Regions from separate parts of the Mus musculus genome. Here region 2 is linked to region 1. Evidence: chromatin contacts called from public HiChIP or PLAC-seq data. All regions are on one chromosome and are shown on one strand. Each heading gives the region's core, a stretch centred on a gene start, on an enhancer-like site or on the middle of the called end of the contact. The rest is flanking DNA. Distances are from core to core; before and after follow the strand shown.

Region 1 (5,381 bases), core at 776-3,275:
AATGATATTATTTTCTCTATTATCATACTTGACTAATGTTCACAAATCAACTTTAATATGCCACAGTGTTATAGAAGGTGCTAGATGGTTTTTGCCTAGCTTTCCCCATCCCAGAATCTATAAAGAAAAAGGATTAAATTTGCCACCAAAACACCATTATGCTACCTGCTATAAGTTGACACAGATAGTAACATAATTTGGGGGCTGGAGAAGCGGTTCTGCGGTTAAGAACACTGGCTGTTTCCCAGAGGACTGACTTTTGCTGCCCAGCGTTCACGTGTCACCTTACAGCCATCTTGCCCTCAGATACAACACCCTCTTCTGGCCTCTGCAGGCACCAGGCATGCCTACACTGCACAGACACACATGCAGGCAAAAAACTCGTACCAATTACAAAATAAAATTTAAAAATTTAAAGCTTCTTACTTATTTAATCTTTTTGCTTTAGGAGGTTTTTTGTTTGCGTCTATATATTTTGTTATTGTTGTTGTCATTGTTGTTGTTGCTATTGATTTGGAACAGGGTCTCATGTAGCCCAGGCTAGCTTTGAAATTGCTGTATAGCCAAGGATGACCTGGGATTCCTGATGGCTCTTCTTCCACCCTCCAAGGGCTGGGATAACAGTTGTGTGCCACATGCCAAAAATTCCAGGCTTTATTACAAATAATGCACCATGAATATCCCTCATTTTAAAAATATCTGGACACAATTGCCTATGCATAATTCATATGATTGTTCCCCTGATTAGCTTTTAGAAGAGAATTTTGGCCAGAGAAAAGATCTGCAGTGTTGAGATCTCCTATCACACAGTCTGCTTTGCGGGGGGCTTCTGGATAACTCACTACTCTGGGAGGATTTGTAAAACATTATGCTGGCTAAGACTTGTGATTCATGTGTACATGATCCTGTATGTAAGCTTAAGTCATTCAAGCCACATCTGTACCACTGTTTTTTTGTTTTTGTTTGTTTTTTTTTTTTCAGAAAAATAGAAAGGCAGCAACCCTGATAAAATGTTAATGTCTCCATGTGGAAGTCAGCCATACCTTTCCATGAGATTTTTCCATTCCAGTTTATCAAAATGCAAAGGAAATAATAGGACAGAACAAGGCTGGAGCAAGGGTAGGCACTTGAGACAGCATCAGACAAGCAGAGAGCATTAGGGACCATGTGGAAGTTGTCTGCCTTTACCACGAGGCTGCTCATTCTGAGAGAGCACAGACCCCTTTCCCTGAAATATCTTAAAACTCAGTAGCTGGTTAAAAGTGTTTTGGCTACAACTATGTAGCATTTCGCCTTTGCTTTTATTATCTTCCTCACTTGTTAAGAATGGGTATGGGAGATTTCTAGCATTCAAGTCTGGCTCTATTCAGTTTCCTAGAGCTGCATCTGGCTACCTGCAAGCTCCCCCCATTACTAAGGGAAAAAGGACCTGTAAATGAGGATGGAATATTTGTGATTATTTTGTTGCATTTTAAAGGCTGAAAAAAGTTTCTAACTCAAAATTGTAACTGTCCGTAAAACTGACAGCTGACAAACCAAACTGACTTCTAAAACTCTCCCATTTAACCTGAGATGAATAATTCTGATATCCCAGACTCTTCTAAATGCTGGGATTATCCGCGTGCACAACACCGGCGTTTTAAGCGGTGCTGGACTCCGCGCACGGATTTAGCAACTGGTCTACACCCCTGGCCCTATGGGCATCTAGGAGAGGTTTCAAACAGTTGCAGGATGACAACTAGTTTTCAGGGCGGCGAGGGAGACACCCAGTGGTTGCCTTCTTACATTGATCTAAGGAGTTGAGTGCCTTTAATCACTTACTGGGGGGTGAGGGTAGCGATTCAGGTGGCTCGATGAAAGTGTCCGAAGAGGACTCGCACAACATGGGGTCAAGGACACAACTCATGACCTAAACCAAAGTTGAGCAGCTAAACCAACTGATCCAATGCTAGGGTGGGCAGGAAGTGCGCAAGCGCGCAGCCTTCCCGGACGGGGCGGGGCGAGGCGGGGTGCAGGGGGCGGGGCAGATAAACTGTGGCTCGGGCGCCGAGCCGCTCCGCTCTCACCCTAAGGCTGGCCATGGTGCTGCGTGGCGTCAGGGTTGTGGAGCTGGCAGGCCTGGCCCCGGGGCCGTTCTGCGGAATGGTCCTGGCGGACTTCGGCGCCGAGGTGGTGCGCGTGAACCGGCTGGGCTCCACGGGCGAGAATTTTCTGGCCCGAGGCAAGCGCTCGCTAGCGCTGGACCTGAAGCGCTCTCAGGGAGTCACGGTGTTGCGGCGCATGTGCGCACGCGCGGACGTGTTGCTGGAGCCCTTCCGCTGCGGTGAGCCCTGCGGTGCTGCGAGATGACATTCCCTCCTGCCCGATTTCTCCCAGCTTCTCTGACTCCTTCTTAAGACTTTTAATTTGCTTGATTCCCCCCCCCCCAGATTTGCCTTTATTATTTGGAGGTATTGAACCGTACGAGAATCTAGTGCAAGAGATAGACTGAAAAGCTTCACATAGGAATAGAGTCATTGACCCTTTGATATGTGATATACCCATGCTCTAAAGCCATTCACAGACCATGGTTAACCTTTCTCTAATTGCTGGTATTTCCAAGTTCCAGCTTCAAGATCACCTCATTTACTTTGGGCCATATGAAAACATTGTTTTAGTGCTCTGTAGACAAACGACCAATTTGTTAACAGTATCAGTTTTGAGCACTTGCATGCTTGGTGGCATGCACCTCCATCCGACTGTACATTGGTATTTGCAACTGTCACAAACCCTGAACCAAATCTGAAGGCATTCCTTCTGTATTAGCTCAGAGAATCCATTCCAACCAGCCCCTTACTAATATTGCCTGGTAGATACCAGGACGACAGTAAATTTGACAATAAGTGGGACGGGAGTGGGTGTCTAGGCATATTTATATTTAACTCTTTTAGTTCTCACAAGCATATCTGAGGACAGTACTGTAACATTTAAGATTATGTCACAATGTAAAAATGCTCCAATTGAAGATGAGGGTGGGTCAGTGTGATTAGTTTCTTCAGTTGACTCTTAATTCTGACAACTTTCACCAAAATCACAACAAACACTGTTAGTATCACTTGCAAGAGTGTGTTTTTGGTTTGCCCCGTAAAAGGAATTATTCCCATCTTTGATTCGTGCTCTCTTTAAAAACAAAACTGATAGGTTAGGGTTATTTTTCTGCGTGTGAAACGAGCCAGTTCAAGCCAGATTAGATTATATTAAAGGCAGGTTTATTGGGAAGCTCCTCTCTAGCAGTTCACTGGCCCTAAGGACCAGGGAAGTGTCCATGGGGAAAGGAAGGATAGGGAAGGAGAGAGAAAGAAAGGTCATAGGGGGGGGGGGAGGAAGAGGAAGAGGAGGAATGGGGAGCTTAAAATGTCTGGATTGTATAGAGAAGAGCCTCTTGGGGAAGAGCAGCCCAGGTCTGGGATGGAAAGTTCAGGGTTGGGGGCTGGAGCATATGCCAGGAAGGAACTGAGGGGTGCTGCGAGGAGGACCTGGAGCCAGGTCTATTTTGATATGTGATATATGCACCTCAGTCCTTGTCCCAGGAGCAAACAAAAACAACAACCACAAAACAATTGATTGCTTTCCTCTAAAGGTGTCATGGAGAAACTCCAGCTTGGGCCAGAGACTCTACTGCAGGACAATCCAAAGCTCATCTATGCCAGGCTGAGCGGATTTGGCCAATCGGGAATTTTCTCCAAAGTAGCTGGCCATGACATCAACTATTTGGCTTTATCAGGTAGGTTTGAAAGGCTTTTCTAAAATAATTTGAACTGGCTCCAAAATCAGGAAGTACAGTTACATTGCTTAACAAGGGTTTTTTAAACATTTAATTATTTTTCATTATGTGTGTATGTGGTTATATGCATGTGAGTATGTATGCTGGTGAGAGGGTCCTGGATCACCTGGAGCAGGACCATGGTAGGTTGCAAACCCTTCTAGGTGGGTGCTGGGAATCGAACTTGGGTCCTCTGGAAGAACAGTACATATTCTCAACCACTGAGCTCTCTTTCTAGCCCCAGCCTTGATTAACACGAATTTAAAAATGTGAAGATGTTAATGCATCTGGCAGAGAGAACGTGGTTGTTAAAACGGGTTGATTTGCTAGAACTGCTGTCCTTAAGCTCTGTCCCCACCCTAACCCATTTGAGGGCTAATAATCAGTAGTAGCACTGGTTTCCTACAATTGGGAAGTCAGTTTTAAGGAAGCCCCGACTAGGAGTGAGAGGCAAGGTAATATGATGGCTGGTCACTCTACTTAGTGGGAAAGTTGATTCAGTTTGATTCTGACATTCCTTCACCACGAATCACTTGGAGCCATCATTCCAGACATCTGTGAACCCGGCTCAAAGCCCATGGTTTTCAGGTCTCGCTATCACTTCGTTAGAATCTGCATCCGTGAGGACGGGTTTTCAAATAGCCTGGCTCTATTATGTATAAGAACTGCATGTTACTGATGAAAGCAAATCTACTCTCTGTAAGAAGATATTGAAAGGTTGAATATAAACCTTCCTGACTGTCCAAAGTATAAAATGGGCTTTCCACATATTTTCAAAACTTAATTCCTGTTCCTTTTTGGGTATGATTATATTCTTATATCTCTTTTTAATAAAATTCAAAATGAATTATACTGTTTTAGAGCCAGGAAAAAATGGGTAGTAATATGTCTTCTTTAAAACTTAGTTAGTGAAGACTTTAATAAAATATTGAAAATGTCGGTTGGGATGGTTTTTTAAAATCTTTTTGTTTGTTTGTTTGCTTGCTTGCTTTTATGTAAGAGGACGCTTTGTAAGTGGACTCAGTGGATTCATAGTTTGAAGAGCATTGTGCACCGTTTTCACTTAGGGCAGTGACTATAAAAATCGGCTGTCCTGCTAAGGTATTCTTGTGTTCACTTAAAAGGGGCGTTCAATTTGTTGTCCATGGTGCAGGCGTTCTGTCAAAGATTGGCAGAAGCGGTGAGAACCCCTACCCACCGCTGAATCTCCTGGCTGACTTTGGCGGTGGAGGCCTCATGTGCACACTGGGCATTGTGCTGGCTCTCTTTGAACGCACACGCTCTGGCCGAGGGCAGGTCATCGATTCAAGCATGGTGAGTATCAGTTGGGGGCAGAGCGGGATGCTAGGTTTGCCATTTGTGCCTCAGTATCACGTGTGACTGCCTCAAATCTTTCTGAGTGAGAGAGACTGGGTCTTTCTGGGTAGGTCTGGCTGTCCTGGACCTCAGGAAGCCCCCCCTCCCTCTGCTTCCTGAATGTAGGGATTAAAGATAAATGCCAACATGTCTGGCAAGAGGTCCTTTGCTTTAAAATAGCCTCACCCTTTTGTATGCATCAGAATGCCATATTGAAGCCACC
Region 2 (5,381 bases), core at 1,456-3,955, 350 kb before region 1:
GCACCATCTCTCACCAGAAATGTCAGGACAAAAGAATAGACTTCCGGGGGGCGGGGACACAAGGTGCAGAGTCAGGACAGCTTTTTAAGGCACCTGAGGCAATTCCAGTGCAGAGGCTCCCTGTGTGAGAGCCACTAGCCTGGAGTGAGAAAGAAGAAACCGTTTCTTGAATGTCTCCTATGGGGGAGGATTGTGCTAGCTTTGTACCTACAACCATGGGCCATCCATACTCTCTTGAACCTTTACTAACCATCAACACATCACGGCCTCTAGGAAGAAGCTCTACCTCTACGGAACAGAAGATGCGGACAAATACCCCATTTGCTTTACCTAAACTCAAAGGAAAGTGAAGGTTTATAAAAAGGGGCCAGGCAATGAGGACGTGGGGCTCTGTAAGAGCCATATGGCCTTTGCTGTAATTATCCAGTTCTACCTTTGTCGCCCAGCGGCAGCCATGGACCAGGACTTAGTGAACAGCAGGCATCGCGCCATGTTGGCCAGCTCCGCAATAAATGTAGTATTTCTGGAAGTTCTCAGAAAAGTGTCCCAGCCACCAACTGGAGAAGCCAACCAATAACAACCCCACACCTACACTTCTTTTCAGAGCTGCTGGAATCTCTGGCGACAGACGCTACTGGCACACAAGCCGCTTCTCCTGAGGACACCCAAAGTGAGGCTCAGTCAGGAATCACCATGAGGCTCAGTGGCACACACCATTAGTCCCAGCAACTGGGATTCAGAGGGAGGCACATATCTGTGAGTTCAAGGCCAGTATGGTCAACATAGTTGAGTTCTGGGATAGCCAGGAGGAGTACAGTGAGTCCTTGTCTTAACAAGAATGAAACAAAGTAAGGCTCAAGGATTAGGAGGTCATAAGTATTATAATGGCCACATGAGAGGCCTCATGGAGGTGGCTCCAACATTACTAATCTCAATACCGCGCCCCCTCTGGTAAGCAGGAATTTGAGGCATACAAACACAAAGCAAAAATCTTCCTATAGCTCTCACACAACCACGACCTCTGCTAAAGGGTGGCTTACTGAATTACAAGCAGTAAGGTTTGAAAGCTGTGCTGTTCCTTATCTAGGGGAGAATTTATTTCCCATCTGCCAACCGCTCGCAACCCTGGTGCTATTTGTTCTCTGGTGCAATTGTTGGTTGGTTGTTTCCAGGAACAGCTAATGGCCACGAGGGGAAAGTTCAACGTATAATTTGGAGTTGGATGGGAAAGGAAACAGACCCAGACACGTTTTCGCATGGGGTTAGGAAGAAGTCAGCACTAGTTGTTTTTTTTTTTTTTTTTGAAGGCCCCCAAAGCATTGGTCAAACTCCCCTTGATGAATAAGTCAGCATTTCGGGGTTTGGTTTTTGTTTCTTACAGTGTTGGCGATGGAGCCCAGAGCAGCAGACACACTACCACAGACATGCTCCCCACCCTTAACAAGCCAGTATTATTCTCTCTTACGCGGTCTTGCCCTCGCTGTCATGCTTCGTGGCGCTGGCCCCTTTCTTGCCCAGCAGTGAGGCCACCTTCTCAGCATCTCCGTTCTCCACAGCCTGCAGCAGACGGTCATCATTCTTGTTCCACTCGTTTGTCTGTGGGGCAAAAGGTAGAGAGAGGTAGAGGGATGAGCAACAGCAGCCATGGCCAGCATCAAACCCTGCTCAAAGCAAGCAGCTTTCAAAACCGCCTTCCACTTCACCGTGGGAACAACCAAGAAGGCTAGCTTTCCCAAAGAAAGCATCCACAGTTGAATGAAATACCAGCCATCAGCAAACTCCAACAAAGGGTCACTTCCTTCAGGTACCCTTCAGAAGATGAAGCAATGTAGGACTATGGGGTCAGCTTACTCATTAGCTAATGGCTAGCTAACCTTGACAGCTGGTGCCTGAGAACGGTGCCTGAGAACGCAGGCCTTTGACCTAGTGCACAGTTCACTCAAGGGCACGGTGAAACCAAACCAAACTGGCCGACAGTTCAAGGTTACCAAGGGCTTAAACATGAGTTCTTCCTTTTGGCCTGTATACCAGGCCTCAATTCTCTGAGCTGTTCAGACTACTGACTCTATCCACAAAAAGTGTCTCTGACCAACTTAGTGCACATCAAACAGTCAGTGCAATTGAGGAGCTGAATTCCTACAACTTTGAGGAACCAGTATTAAGTCCCGCATGGAAAAGCACAACCCGGTATGATCACTTCCTATTATATTTTTATTTAAGTTTGTCTGAGCAATGGTCCTCCCCTTCCTGCTGCAACAGTTTACTAACAAACGCAGAATGAGGTGTCACCTCGACTACAACCCAAGCTCCCCATCGAATCGAAGACAACAGCTCGTGGTGAGGACACCAGTGTTCGTTACCAGCCTAAGTCTTGTGTCACTTAACTGCAGCACAGGCTAAGAAACACAGAGCGGTGGCTTTCTCCCAGAGTTCATTTTATAAACAAGAAAATGCTTCACTAAAGTACACTTAGGGTCAGTGACCTCTAGCTATATAATCTTGAGATGGAAAAGTATGGTCCTGTAAAATCCTTCCCTAACCTAAACCGGCTAAACTAAAACTAGATAGGGCCGGTCAGAAGAATGTGAAATCTTTAATGGGACTGAAAGCACTTAAGCTGGGCAAGGCCACATGAAAGGATTTCCTGTCCGCTGCTGCTGCTCCAGTGAAAAACCTGATGGTGAGGGTTTCCTAAATCAGTTCCAGGCGGACCTCTGGGGAAGACGTGGCAAGAAAGGGCCCCTTCCTATACAGCAAGGGCACTTGCCTGAGGGCTGAAGGGACCCTGATCTTGGCTCTCTGAGCCTCTTTGAGCAAATGAAGCAAAGAGAAGATGGATTCTCCAAGGTGAATGTTCAATAATCTGCAACAGCATTCAGTCTGTAAGTGCTGCACATGGGGCGCATGGTGGGCAGGGGGACATGGCTCACACACAGCAGGGAGCTTAAGAGTTTGAATGGCGCTGGGGAGATGGCTCAGCAGCTGGGAGCACTGACTGCTCTTCCACAGGTCCTGAGTTCAGGTCCCAGCAACCACATGGTGGCTCACAGCCATCTGTGGTGAGATCTGATGCCCTCTTCTGGTGTGTCTGAAGACAGCTATACAGTGTACTTATATATAATAAATAAATAAATCTTTAAAAAGAAAAGTTTGAATGGAGGAAGCATTCAGAGCAAACTGGAAGGCAGAGCTGGAAAAGTGCCCCTGACTTTTTTCTACAGTTCATCTTGCTCAGGAAGCCCCTCCTTATTCATAGGTGCCTCCATACTCTCCCTCCGCCAGGCACAGCATGGGGCATGCGTGAGAAGCATCCTGAGGCCATTGCCCTTAGCAATCTAGAAGCTAATCCCGAGCTATGACCCTAAATCTTCTGTCCCTCCACCATTAACAGAAGAGACAGCAGCAGGCAGGCACTCAGGTTTAACAGATCCAATGCCTGGCTTAGTGTTAAAGGCGCACACGGGGCTCCGGTCACAAGTCCTTCTTACTGGAAATTACAAGAAAAACAACGGAAGCCCCTGCTTTAGAACACTCCTGTCAACCACCACTTACATGCAGGCCAACTTCTAAAGCTGACCAGGGCCCCGCAGGCTCTCAGGACCTTCCCGCTGACCTCTCTCTCTGCATCTCTGCTCTGCTGTGTCCTCTGGGGCCACCTACTCAGCTCACTGAGGCCTACTGTCTAGACGAGATGAAGTATGGCATCCTGCTTTGGCTGGGGAGGGGGTGTCTGGCTTGTTCCCTGAAGACTCTGAGCTGCAGCCTTTGTTTCTTACATCCCTGGAGCCTGCGGAACGCTCAGTATGCGCCCCCTCCTGACTAATCTAAATCTCTCTTGACTTAGCAAATGTTTGCGCTGTCATAATAAAATTCTTTCATTCTCTTGCAAACAATTAAATCATGTTTCGGTCTTTTTAAAAATACATTTACGGCCTGGATGAATCCGACTTCCTTAGCTTTTCCACAAGAAGGCCGGCTTTCCAAGATTTTTAATTGTGTATACTTTCCCCAAATTTCTTCATGACTAAGATGCCAAACCTCATAAATTCACTCGAGGTGAGCCCAGTGTCTCCCTCATGAGAACCACCCAGGTGCTGGTTGAGTCTGTCGACTGCTGGTTCCATTCTAAAGATTCTGGCCCAGCATTTAAGGTGGTTCCCAGGAATTGTTTAGGTCCAACAACTACTCTCACCGATCCCATTCAGGGACAGTCAGAATCTTATGTCAAGGCTGGCTAGAGAATTTGAAGCAATTTCGTCCTCCACAAGGAATTCCTTAATAGGAATGGAATAGGAAAATGAGAGAAATTCTCCATTCAAGCGCTGCTATGTTACCTCCCACAAAAGCTCAGCGAACAGTAGGCCTTCACTCAGGGATGCGTGATCAATGCGTCCATCAGATCTACTGCAGAATGTTAACAGAACCGCTCAAAAGAGACAAATTTATAAATGGCCCCATATCCAAAAAGGTTATTACAGTACAGTCAACAAGGGGAGGCTCAAGGCAACCGGAGTGAACATCACGGACGGTTGGTTATCAGAAACAAAGGCTGAGCGAAGTCAAGTTCAACACGCAAAGCCCCACCTCGTATGATTATGTGCATGTAAAGAGAAATTCGGGAGCCATGGAACTGCCCTGTGCAGAAATGGGGTAAAAGTCAGGATGGTGGTTAGGAGCTAGGGTGAGAAGTGGATGTGTGGGAATACACAGAGGCCCCAGGCTGTTCTGCAACCTGGCTAGTGGCTCTGCAGACACTCACTTGGTAGCTACCTGATCACTATAGATCTACCTATATAACTCTATATCTATATAAGTAGATCTATAGGCATAGGTAGGTATAACTATTTACCTATATAACTACATACCTATATAGATTTATCTATATCTATAGATCTACCTATATAAGACTATACCTGTATAAGTAGATCTATAGGTAGGTATAATTATATACCTATATAACTACATACCTATATAGATAGATCTATAGATATGTATATATGTAAGGTATTCACATATATTTCTCTATAGGTAATTAATAAATCACACTTCTCCTTTTCTCTCTCCCATATACAGAACACAGTATGGGTCAGAGCCTGTTTAAGTTGACACTGGATCCAGTATGTGTGGGTGGACACTTTCCCACCTATTTCTTTTATGTCTACTATGAAGACAAACCTGCTGCCAAAACCTGGCTCTTAATCTTCTGCAAGATTCATAAACCCACACAGTGATGAAGCTGGCAGATTCATGCACACACACAGAAAACATGCATGTACTTTCAGAGAGTCTCACTGAGCTGATCAGGCCAGTCTTGCCCTTGGTCTGTATCCAGGGCAGCCTTAACCTCGTGTTCCTCCCCCACCAGCCTGTGCACTGGCTGG

The links. HiChIP or PLAC-seq counts read pairs in DNA pulled down with a chosen protein or histone mark.
Region 2: a contact with region 1 is called in an H3K27ac HiChIP or PLAC-seq map of embryonic stem cells, with 4 times the contacts expected there. The contact joins the enhancer-like site here to the promoter of Amacr in region 1. A contact is called at or near these places in 2 of 115 datasets of contacts at active chromatin or transcription factors (bone marrow-derived macrophages and embryonic stem cells) and 1 of 9 other capture datasets (adipose tissue).

What each region holds. Positions count from the first base shown.
Region 1 is chr15:10,979,731-10,985,111 of GRCm38.p6, forward strand. Amacr (alpha-methylacyl-CoA racemase) reads left to right here and starts at 2,026. Exons shown (of 5, transcript NM_008537.4): 1 at 2,026-2,323; 2 at 3,620-3,763; 3 at 4,956-5,116. The coding sequence starts at 2,080. Gm34315 (a long non-coding RNA gene) reads right to left here and starts at 1,903. Exons shown (of 3, transcript XR_383838.4): 1 at 1,822-1,903. C1qtnf3 (C1q and tumor necrosis factor related protein 3) reads left to right here. Exons shown (of 6, transcript NM_030888.4): 6 at 1-432.
Region 2 is chr15:10,631,671-10,637,051 of GRCm38.p6, forward strand. It overlaps Rai14 (retinoic acid induced 14), which reads right to left. Exons shown (of 18, transcript NM_001166408.1): 3 at 1,466-1,596. Among named protein-coding and RNA genes, the nearest start is that of Gm10389, 34 kb to the left of the region's middle. Within about 2 kb of position 2,706, at least 47 of the 459 cell types and tissues checked have an H3K27ac peak or open chromatin away from gene starts, as enhancers often do. A contact at or near this core is called in embryonic stem cells, where this site is marked.